Regions from separate parts of the Mus musculus genome. Here region 1 is linked to region 2. Evidence: chromatin contacts called from public Hi-C data. All regions are on one chromosome and are shown on one strand. The core of a region is the stretch at or near the end of the contact, and the rest is flanking DNA. Distances in the headings are between cores, read along the strand shown.

The links. A called contact is a pair of places that touch in the nucleus more often than the background predicts.
Region 1: a Hi-C map of uterus shows a contact between it and region 2. The contact joins two enhancer-like sites. A contact is called at or near these places in 5 of 39 promoter capture datasets (the C10 cell line, HPC-7-derived erythroid cells, embryonic stem cells and 2 more), 8 of 484 Hi-C or Micro-C datasets (Sertoli cells, bone marrow-derived macrophages, granulosa cells and 4 more), 1 of 115 datasets of contacts at active chromatin or transcription factors (cardiomyocytes) and 3 of 9 other capture datasets (adipose tissue, liver and pancreatic islet).

Annotation. Positions count from the first base shown.
Region 1 is chr10:26,851,403-26,857,311 of GRCm38.p6, reverse strand. It overlaps Arhgap18 (Rho GTPase activating protein 18), which reads right to left. Exons shown (of 15, transcript NM_176837.2): 4 at 2,375-2,438. Among named protein-coding and RNA genes, the nearest start is that of Arhgap18, 82 kb to the right of the region's middle. Within about 2 kb of position 2,426, at least 19 of the 459 cell types and tissues checked have an H3K27ac peak or open chromatin away from gene starts, as enhancers often do. A contact at or near this core is called in granulosa cells and uterus, where this site is marked.
Region 2 is chr10:26,751,145-26,757,112 of GRCm38.p6, reverse strand. No RefSeq gene overlaps it. Among named protein-coding and RNA genes, the nearest start is that of Arhgap18, 18 kb to the left of the region's middle. Within about 2 kb of position 3,787, at least 53 of the 459 cell types and tissues checked have an H3K27ac peak or open chromatin away from gene starts, as enhancers often do. A contact at or near this core is called in granulosa cells and uterus, where this site is marked.

The DNA of each region.
Region 1 (5,909 bases), core at 1,177-3,676, 100 kb before region 2:
AAATGGTAAATATTAATTAATATATATAAATAAGTACAAGTAACGGGCCTTTCATAGAGGTGTGTAGTTTTATGAAAAGTGAAGAATGTAGATTAATGTGAAATGTGACAGTACTTGCAGCATTCAAAGTCTACTAGTTTTTAATTTGAAATTCTTTTTAAAGGTCTATTTTAATTTTATTTGTATTGGTGTTTTGTGTGTGTTTGCCTGTGCACCACATGTATGCAGTGCGCTGAAGAGACCAGACGACTCCATGGAACTGTTGTTACAGATGGTTGTGGGTCCAGTCAATGGAACCAGGGTGCTCCTAACTGCTGAAGCCACCTCTCCAGCCCTCAAACACGTACTTCTGGATGAATAAAAAGTCAAGTATAGATAAAACATTTACATTAGACACTGGTGTTTTCAGATTTAACCAGAACCAGCCTGGCTTTACAATCTCCGGATAATGTTTCCTTGCCTATAGGTGATGGCTAACCTTAATTGTCAACTTAACACACTTGGGAAGAGGAAACCTGAATTGAGGAATTGCCTCTATCAGGTTGGCCTGTGGAACATTTCCTTGACTGCTAATGGATGTGGGGGATTCAGCCTACTGTTGGCAGTACAATCCCTTGGTAGGTGTCCCCAACTTGAATAAGAAACATAGCTTCCTCTGATCCTGGGAGGAAGACAAAAACCACACCATCCCCCTCTGGTCTCTGCTTGTGGTCCTGCCTTGGCTTCCCTGGATGATGGACTGTGTCACATGCAAGCCAAATAAGGGCTTCCTTCCCTTGAGCTGCTTTTGAATAGTTTTATCACAACAACAAAGACTGGCATAAATCTAGGACAATTTCTTTCTGAACTTTCCAAAGTGCTTGAAACGCCATTAGTTCATGATAAGCAAACGAGTGGGCCCTGTCCCAAACTGATGTAGCAATAGCTACCTGGTGACTTGCCTGGCAGCTTGCTTCCTACTGTTTACCCTTCCAGCAGAAACAGATATAAATCGGGCTACAAGTTGTCACATCTCTCTTGCCCACTGCAATCTCAGCCTGAGAGCGCTCATATAACAGACTTGTCTCACAGAACCTTTGTTGCTATAGCCTACATTATGATGTCTGGCAAGAGACGGAAACACGAAGAAAGGACAATGTTCTCCTCAATATCTGTTAAGCAACTGGCAGTCACTCTTCTCCAAAGCATATTGACACTGGCACAAAAGATCTGTCTGTGTCTCTGAGGACCCAGCTCTCCAGCAGGCTAAGTCTGGCGCTGCCAGCCTGCGTGCCACTTCAGTGTCTGCTGGCACACAGACAGGGGGAAATACTGATACACAGTGGTTCATTCTGATACAGCACATGTTGCTACAGAGGGCTCCACAGAAGAGACAGAAAAGAGTGTTTTCATAGGGGTGAGTGTGGTGTGTGTGTGTGTGTGTGTACTCAGAAATGTGGTGCTCATATATGTATGTGTGCTCACACTCATGATGTGTGTATGCTGTTATTTTTTTATGTGGTGATACAGGAGAGAAGTACTGAGAAAATTCTAAATAAACAAAGATGTTAGACATGTTCTCAGATTTCTAAACCTCCTCATATACCTCTGTCCTAAAGAGGGATTTCTAGACAAAGGTTCGGAATGCTCTTAGGGCCTCTAGTTTATCTGACAGCCATTCCTTCACCCTGCTACTTGAAAGCCCAAGGCCATACAGTGATGTACAAATACCTCAGATACTAAGTTGAGAATGTAAATGCACAGTTCATCTGTGTCAGTGTTTAAGTAGCTAGTAGACTCATGTTTTAAGCCTGAACTAAGAATGCTTTCCCTTCTTATAAACACAAGAACGGTAAACTTTTTCTCCATGGTGCTTAATAGAATCTTTGTATTCATTTTGATTTCTAATTCATCTCTGAAATAAATGTTTAATGTGAAATGCATGAAAAGGAGAATTGTAATTCATTTTTTAAAAGATAATCTCTTTTTCTTATAGGTTTCTCTAAAATTTCTGAAAACAAAACCATTTATGAATTTAGAGCTTTTTCATGAACAGGGCACTAACTCCACAGTCCAGAGGCATGGTGTGGGAAGCATGGCTTTCCAAGTCAGGTCTTTCATCTGTAAAATGTTATTAGCCAGGAATAATTCTTGAGTATGCTGAATGAAGCAAAAAGCTCTGCATGCCACTGTGAATATGATAAGCATTCATGAAGATGTATATGTACATTGAGATCAGATGGGAAAAATGATAAAGGGCCAACTCTATTCAAAATCATTCATTACATTAGTACTTTCATAGAAGTTTCTCAGTAGAATTGAAGGGAATATGTTAGAGTTGTAAGTATTTATTACAGTAATTAAAAAGACAACCAGGAGTACAAGTCCAACATACCATCTTTTCCTTGGCCTTTGTTTTCGTTTGTTCTGACTGACCGCAAGTCTGAGTCATCTGGAGGCTGAACAGAGAGGAGGAGCCACTTAGTCATTGAGAGAACTCACAAATAGAGAAAACAGTATTGTAAATAATCCCATTATAACCTTCAGAGAACAAGAAATGAACTCAAACTTATACACGTCACAGGCAGCGAACAGAGTGCCACAGTGACCAATAGCCAATCGTCCAACAAGTGTATGATTACTCATGGCTGTGAGACACACACCAAACACAACTGGGAACAGGACAGAGGCCAAGAGTGTCCCTGTTATCTGAAACACCACTATCTAGATGAAATATTAGCAACATCCAGCTGTGAGTAGATATATGTGGTTTACTCAAACCATGACATAGTATTTAACAACAACAAAAATAAAGTCCAAAAACATGCTTCGGCATTAATGAACACTATACTATAAGGAAAAATCACCAAAAGCCATGTATATTATGATTTCATTTATCTGAAAAGTCCAGAACAGGTAAATCACACAGAGATCCACGTTTGCCTGAGTATTCAGGACAGTATAGGAAGTAGTTGCTGATGGGTATGCGCGTTCCTTGCAGGACATGTAATAAAAATGTGTCCTAGTTGACTGTAATGATGGCAGAAATCACTGGATTATACACCTCTTTTTTATTAGTTTTAAAATATTTACTTTTTTTTTTAGGCTTAGAGTTCTTTTTTTTTCTTTTTTAATATTTTTTATTAGGTATTTTCCTCATAAACATTTCCAATGCTATCCCAAAAGTCCCCCATACCCTCCCTCCCACTCCCCTACCCACCCACTCTCACTTTTTGGCCCTGGCGTTCCCCTGTACTGGGGAATATAAAGTTTGCATGACCAATGGGCCTCTCTTTCCAGTGATGGCCGACTAGGCCATCTTTTGATACATATGCAGCTAGAGACAAGAGCTCTGGGGGCGGGGGGGGGGGGACCTGGTTAGTTCATATTGTTGTTCCACCTATAGGGTTGCAGTTCCCTTTAGCTCTTTGGGTACTTTCTCTAGCTCCTCAATTGGGGACCCTGTGATCCATCCAATAGCTGACTGTGAAAATATTTACTTTTTATAAATTTACACATGCATTATATTCTAATCATATTCAGCAATCCTTAATACTTTCTCCTAATGTCCCTTGCTCTCATGGAACACTTTTTTGATCCCTCTTCATGTCTACTTTTGGGGAGAGGAATGGCCTACAAGTTTAATTGGGGTCCCTTGCATAAGAATGGGTGGGGAGTTATTACTGGAACATGGGTGGCTAAACAGTTACTGCACTCATGAAGAAAACGACTTCAATTTTTTTGTTGTTCTTATTGTTGTTGATACAGTTTTTTACTCTGTCATCTGGCCCACATCACGCAGGCAATCATTCCCAGGTTGAGGTCTATGCTTTATTGCGTGATCATATGATATGTGGATTTTAGCTTAACAATTCTATTATCAAACAAAAGTACTAGCTAATACATTAGAATTTAAATGAAAAACCTTTAAAAAAAAAGTGACCAACCAAATATGGTAGTTCCTGTCTGCATTCTCAGAACTCTGGAGACTGAGGCAGTAGGATTCTCATGAGTTTGAAACCAGTCTTGGTGATATAATGGGTTCAAAGCTAGAATGGGCTACATGGAGAAACTGTGTTTCTAATAAACAAACAAATAACTGGCAATCTTAAATATGAGATAGGTCAAAGAGTAATGTGCTTGCTATACAAACACAAACATGAACATTCAAAGCTGAAACCCAGCATGCATGTAGACACCTGAGCTACATATGAGGACCCAAGTTCAAACCTGGCATGCAGGGTATACACCTGGCCTATAGAACCACAAACATGAAGACCCAACTTCAAACCCAGCAGACATGAAAACACCTGGGCAGGGAAGTATGCATCTGGTAGACACAGGTAGATTCCTCAAGCTTTCGGCCAGCCATGCTAGCCAAATTGGACAGCTTTGGCTTCAGTGAAAGATTCTATCCCTAAAAATAAGATGGAAAGTGATTGTGAAAGACACTCAGTGTCGACATCTGGCCTCCAAATGTGTGTACACACCCATATATACAAGTATGCACACGCAAAATAGGTTGCTTAAAGAAGAAATGTGAGATAAATTAAAAGCAATTGGCAATAAGCAGTGATATATTGAAGGTAATTCTTTTCTTTCTCTAAAGGAATTGTTGCCAGGAGCCATGACACCTTAGAGATGGCCCTTCAAGGGTTATAAACATGGTGAGTTAGTACTGGCTCCAGATGGGGCTCTAAAAGAGTTTGTGAGGGGTCAGAAAAGTAGCCTGGGCCAATCATACAACAAGGTCTATTTGAATGAATTACTTTTAATAACAACTCTACTGGATTCCATCTACACATTCAAAAACTAGCCCATCTAGTGCCTTCACAAAGCAACCTCAGATATATAACTATATGTATATATGCATGTGTGTGTGCGTGTGTCAGTGTGTTATCCACAAAGGACTCTCCTCTCTCACTTACAATTTTACAAAAAGCACCAGGACTGGCATTAATATGTCATTAACATATGAGTTAGAGACTTATAGTACTCAAGACAATATCAAGTCACAGAAGCGACACATTTTATGGTCAAAGATGCACCTCAGTTGGTGACAATAGGACATTCTCCTTCCCCCTATAAGTCTGTAGAAGGTTGGCTTTCCATGGCACAGTGAACACAACCAAGAATTCTAATCTTATACATAGATACATATTTGGAGTATGTGGTCAGACTGTGTTTGTTAGTAACTGAAGATAGGTATCCATGTGGATACATCTAGGCATTAAATTTCCTGGTGTCAGCACATGCTTTGTGCTTAAGTTTGGACACCGGAAAAGCTGAATACACATTTATCCCAGAACAAAATAACCACAAGCAAGATGGATGCTTAAGTGGTGGGGCATGGAAAGTCATCTTCTAAAGAACGGTGGTATTCCAACTAAAGGTATCCAGCAAAAGACAACATTGTCTTAATCTCCTTGTGTTACTTCTCTCTTAATGACACCAACTGATCATAAAAGCCACCAATGATCTTAGATTCTAAACCATGTGGGTTAAACTTTTCTTGGAATTTGCTGGGAAAGTAAAAGTTTCTTCTAGCACCAAGTAGCAACATCGTCCTCAAGACTAGCAGGGATCCCACACCATAGATTTTGCTAAGTCTGCCCATTCTTGCTTGTCACTTCCTCTGTGCTTTCTTAGTGGCCAGGGCTGGTCAGGAGGCAATGTTCTTTAATTTGGAAGGGATGTCTTATTGTTTATCCTTACTATTCCTTTTTCTATCATTGCAAACCTACTTCCATCCTTCAGCACTGGTAGATGTCCCAAACAACCACTGGATAGCAAACAAGGATGTAACTTACACAGTGCCTGGAGCAATCTAGTGACCCAGGAATTTCCCGTAAGTGGGTTGAATTTGATCTGCAGTTGGCCATGCAAGCAAAGTAACAGCCTGCAACTGAAAGGATTTTTGCAGAAAAGCA
Region 2 (5,968 bases), core at 2,538-5,037:
ACACACTTTAAAGGTATGATAACAACATTGGAACCTTTTGTATTTGTTGGGAGCAGGGTAGCCCAGTAGGTAGCGCAGGTTGCCCTAGAACTTCTTACATAGACCAAGATGGCCTCAGACTCAGAACAATCTACCTGCCTCTAACTCCCTGAGTACTGGGCTTATATTCCCCCCCCCCACCTCTGTGTCCAGCAGTAAAATCTTTTTATAATGATTTTTCCCAAAGTGACCCACTATTATGCCAAGAAAATGCTGGGTTCAATAATCCAATCACATTGTGTCAAAGCCAACATTGCATGGAAATACATACCCATTTCTTGCTGTCTTGTCCCATGTCACAGATGCTTGAGACTGTTGTTTTAGGTGCTTTAAATAAGTATGACTAAAACCATCAGGCCCTAGTAGTTCCTAAGGTAAAGGCTTTTATCCTCTTGCATAGATGATCTAGTATTAACTTAGGGCTCTGTCAACATTCTTCTAAAAAGTATAACCACTGACGCCTGAACATTTCATTGCATAATCATTTCATCACTGCTATATCCCTCTTCAGTAAATCTAGCCCTCTAGTCCACCAGCACCGTGCCATGTTGAAGTTATAGCTTATTGTCAAGGCTTCATAGACCTCTACATCTCTTGAGGGCATAAAACATTTATTGTAGCCCTCTCTTCAAAACACCACCGGAGATATGGTCACTTGCTGATATTGCTGCTAATCCAAATGCCACTGACATAGCCAAGGACATAGGACTTCAGATGTCCTGTTTCCCTAGAAAGCAGGCAGACAAGTTGGCTCAGCTATGAGAGCATGATGGAGGAATGGCGCATATTTAGATTCCTGATAGGACCATTCTTCCCTAGTAAGATAAATGTTGCAAGGCTGGAGTTTATTCTTAATAAACTATTACAGAATTGGTCATGATTGATAAACATTATGTCCGCTGAGAAGGAAACCCACTGCCCACTTACACAGTCTGAAGTCAGGGATCTATATTTCTTTCCTACAGGCTTATTTTATGAGTATTAACACTGTGTCTTCATAAAAATCTAGGTGTGTACCATGTGTATCTCTTTACACGCAGAGGTCAGAGGTCACAAAAGGGCATCAGATTCCCTGGAACTGCACATGTGGATGATGTGAAACACCATGTGGGTGCTGGGAACTGAACCCAGGTCCTCTGCAAAAGCAGAAAGTGCTCATACCTGCCGAGTCATCCCTCCAGCCTTTTCCTCTGTGCTTTTATCTCCCACTTTTAAAGAACCCAGAATCACTCACTACCACTTAGAACCAACTAATTTGTCAGTAGTCATAACCTGTCTTTGTCTTATTGAGCTTTGGAATCCTTCTTTTTAAAAAAAAAAAATGTACAAGAAAAGCACACAAAGTCCATAATCCTCCAGAGCACAGCATTAAATTACCACTTTCAACTAATCAACAACTATAATTAAGTCTAATTATAAATTACAAGAATCTAATTTTAGAGGACCTTTGCTTTATAAGTCCAAGATGTTAGACACATTACTAACTTCGCTACTTGAAATGACTTGAAGGCTGGAAGCCTCCTTTATGCATTCTTACCTTGTGTGTATGGCCTGGAAGTAGACATGTAATTAGGAGCCTCTCTCTCCGGGACTAGAGGCAGCAAACGTCTGAATGAACTGGCATCTCTGAGAGGGTACCTGCATGATGCCCACCCAGATCTCACCGTTGCTTGTGCTTAAATTATCCCTGTGAATTTCAGATTTTGTTTCATTCAATCTCCTGATATACACCATGAGGATGTGATACATCCAAGCTGTCTAAATTTAATAAAAGCCTGTCTCAGAGAGACTCCTGACACAGGAAAGAAAGATTCAAGGAGATACATAGTTGAACTCTACTATGTGCAAGTGCACAGCTGAGGCGGAAAACCTCTTGTTTTTTTAGCTTCCCTAAACCATCGATGATGTTCTACTGGGTTTGGAGCATTTAACTAGAACTGAAATGACTAAAAACTATGTCTTTTCTGCCCTAAGTAATAGCATAAAATAATATTCTGCTTACCTGAGACCTGATGGTTCAATGATATCTCACTGAGAATTTTCATATATAAAACGAAGGTTGTGAGTTAGGAAATTGTCTCACTGGATAAGGCATGAGGAACTGAGTTCAAATCCCCACAGTCTACCATGTATTGTCAGGTACAGCAACCAACATCTACTAGTCCCAACTTCTACTATGGCAGGGTGGCCAACAGAAGCAGGAGAATCTCAAGAATTGATGGGCCAGCCAGCCTAGCACACACAGTGGTAACCAACAGAAGACAGACCCTGTCTCTAACAAGATGTAAGGTAAAGACTAACATTCTGCTGTTGTATAACCTCTCTGCATGCATCTGCACTTACCCAGGAACATGTATGCAACCACAGGAGTATATATACACACATACATATGCACACACAGGGGGTGGGGCAGGCAGGCAGGGAGAGTTAAACATAAGATAAAAAAAAGTGGGCCACTTTCCACTGGGGACCCTTCCAAACTTCTTTTATCTCCAATATGATGAATCCATGATCGGTTGACAGACATGGACCACCATCTGCGTGGTAACCAATAGACCTCACACTGGCAGCTACATGGTAACAGTCATCAGCTAAGCAAAGAGAGATTGACCAGCCCTCCCTTCCCTCTATGGATACCATAAAACCAAGAGTGGTAAGCAGCAAGCTAAACAAAGGAAATGTTTGCCTTTCTGGCTACTCCTTTAGAGGACTTGGCAAATCCCTAGCAAACCTTCAGATCAGCTAGTAAGCAAGTTCATGGTGTTGGTTCTTTTCCCTAGAATACAGCAATAGACGTATCTACTGGCCAATCAGATAATCACACGGCACTGGTACAATAGTCAGTGGGAATCGTCTTCTAATGGAGAGACACGTAGCCAGGGCTGACTGGCATTGAGAGAGAAAACTAGTATTAGGGGTTATCTTTTCTGTTCAGGACTGACTTTATCTCAAGGGACCTTAGCTAGCAGCACGTATCATGTGATGGTGACTCGGGACACTTCTGAATACAGCCATTATGGTGGTACCACACTGCCCATCCTGGCCAGTCTTTAAAAACAGGGCAGTTAGCCCTCAATGGCAAGCCAGGCTCAGTACCATCAAACACCAGTGAGAAATAATGAGGAACCCTGGGGTATTGGGGGGAAAATTAAAACTATTGGCTTTGGGAATTGTGCTTTCCACAATTTGTAATCAATAATAATAATAATAATCATTATTATTATTATTAATCTCTGTAACTTTATAGAAATTAACCATTCTAGGTCTCCACGTCCTCATCCAATGAGGAAAGGGTTAGTCAGACTACATGTGATCCCATGATCCACCGGACATGTGTCTATAAGCATAGCATAAGTCATTTAATCTGTGCAGCTCAATCATGTATGCGCTGTGTGCCATGAACTATGCTGTGTGTGTTTTCATGGTGGCAATACTCAGGATAGCAGTGACATTTTCGCCGTTTGATAAATTAAAACCTCAAAATATGCAAACCCACAAACAGCATTGATCTGTCCAGGGAGCCTGTCATGTCAACTTAGGACTCACTCCCCATGCGAGTCATTTTACTTACAGTACAGTGTCGTAAGAAGCAGGATCCTTCAGGATCTCGGATATACAGAAACCGAAATCAAAGGGAGGCCCAGGAAAGCCAGCCTCGGCACCCATGGTCTAGCGTGGAGAGCACTCCCTTGGTGTCACTCCTTCAGTTCCAAATGCTCTCTGTCCAACCTGCCATTTCGTCATGCAAAAGCCAATGTTTTTACCCATGTTGAAATAAGATGAGCTTTTAGCTTTAATTTGGTTGCCACCTGCTGGCTGAAAGACAAAAAAAAAAAAAAAAAAAAAAAAAAAAAAAAAAATCCCTCTGCAGCAAAGGACATGCTTAAACAAAAGAAAGCCTTACCCTTAGCAGAGCCAGTGGGGATGAGCTTGGGTTACCCTGTAAACTGGACGGGAGCGGATACTAAACATGTGTAGTGTGGGACAGACACTACAGTGGATTCTCCAGATGCCTTGCTGCTCGTACTCACCAATAAGCTTTGTGACAGCCCACCATTTTGAAGAAGAGAAGCTCAACTCCTGGCATCAGAGGATACCACCAAAGAGTGGTAAGGGATTCCGAAGTAGGCCAGACAGAGCATTTCTCCATCCCTAGCATATCCTCTTTTCCTTATCACATGCCTTTCCACCACCCTGGAATGCCCAGGTAACCTTACGGCGGGTAGAAAATGCTCTCTGCAGGCCTCCTACTGCAGAGCTGCAGTATGCTGCCAAATCACAAAGCATTCAGAGGATTTCCCAGCCAAGCCGAGGCAGGCCAAGAAAATACTTCATCAATCCTGCAGGGGGCGCCAGTGATAACCAGTCAAAATACAATAAACACTCTGAGATCAGGAATTTGGTTTTTTAATAGAAATTCATATTAAACATTCGATCCTTCAGCTGAAATAGTTATAAAAGGAGAGAGGGTGGGTGTTCTATGTTTCTCTTGGGAAACACTCAAAGTTCACCTGTGTCCCCGTGGACACCCTGTACTGACTGATTTCTGCCGCCTGAGATACACAAAGCCCAGTGCCGAGTTCAGACAGCTCACGGCCGGACTGGACAGGAGCATAAATACTGGGCTCCTTTTGTCTCGGAGAGGCATTACTGGCCGGCTAATGGCTGAGGGATTAACCTCCGCAGGCACTGTTCTCAGCACTTCATATATTAACTAAATCTTCACACAATGGGAAAGAGAGCAGCACTGGTGCTCTAATAAAGGAGGAGTCTTACTCTTTTTTTAATGGATGTTAAAGAAAACATGCAATTCCACATACCTCTCACATAATAGTAGCAGTGTGCAAGCCCAAGCACTGTGCACTGTTTACGTTTAACCTCTAAGACAGTGGTTCTCAACTTTTTGTTTTTAAGGTTTTTTATTTTATGTAAGTGCACTGTAGCTGTTTTCAGACACCCCAGAAGAAGGCATCAGATCGCATTACGGGTGGTTGTGAGCCACCATGTGGTTGCTAGGATTTGAACTCAGGACCTTCGGAAGAGTGGTCAGTGCTCTTAACCACGGAGCCATCTCTCCAACCCCTGTTCTCAACCTTCTTAAAGCTACGATCTTTTAACACCTTTGTGTTGTGGTGACCCTAGCCATAAAATTATTTTCGTTGCTACTTCATAAATGTAATTTTGCTACTGATGTGAATGCCACATAAATATCTGAGATGCAGATTATCTGATATGTGACCTATGTCAAAGGGTCACTTATTTCCCCCGAAGGGTCTTGACCCACAAGTTTAGAACCACTGCTCTCAGAGAAGTGCTATAGCTGAACAGAGGAATAGAGATGAAAGATAGATCAGTGACCAGTTAGTTGGCCATTCCCTCAGTCTCTGCTACATCCGATGGGCAAGCACCAAACCCTGGCACTATTAATGATACTCTGTTATGCTTGCAGACAAGAGTCTAGCATGGATATCCTCTGAGAGTCTTCATTGAGGCAGCTGACTCAGATAGCTGCAGACAACCCCAGTCAAACAGTGGATGGAGCTTGGGGACCCTCATGTAAGAGCAGGAGGAAGGATTGCAGACCCAAAAGGGATAGGAACGCCACAGAAAAATAACAGTCAACTAACCTGGACCGTTTGGGTCTCTCAGAGACTGAACCACTAACCAATAAGCATACTCAGGAAGGACCTAGGCCTCCACAGATGTGCAGTTTGGTCTTCATGTGGATCCTGAGCAACTGTAGTCGGTAGCTATCCCAAAAGCTGTTGCCTGTATGTGGGATGTGTTCTACTCACTGGACTGCCTTATCTGGCCTCAGTAGGAGAGGAAGCACCTAGACCTGCAGAGACTTAATGTGCCAGGGTACAGGGATACCCAAGGGGCTCTGCCTACTCAGAGAAGGGGAAAAAGGATAAGGGGGAGGATTGTA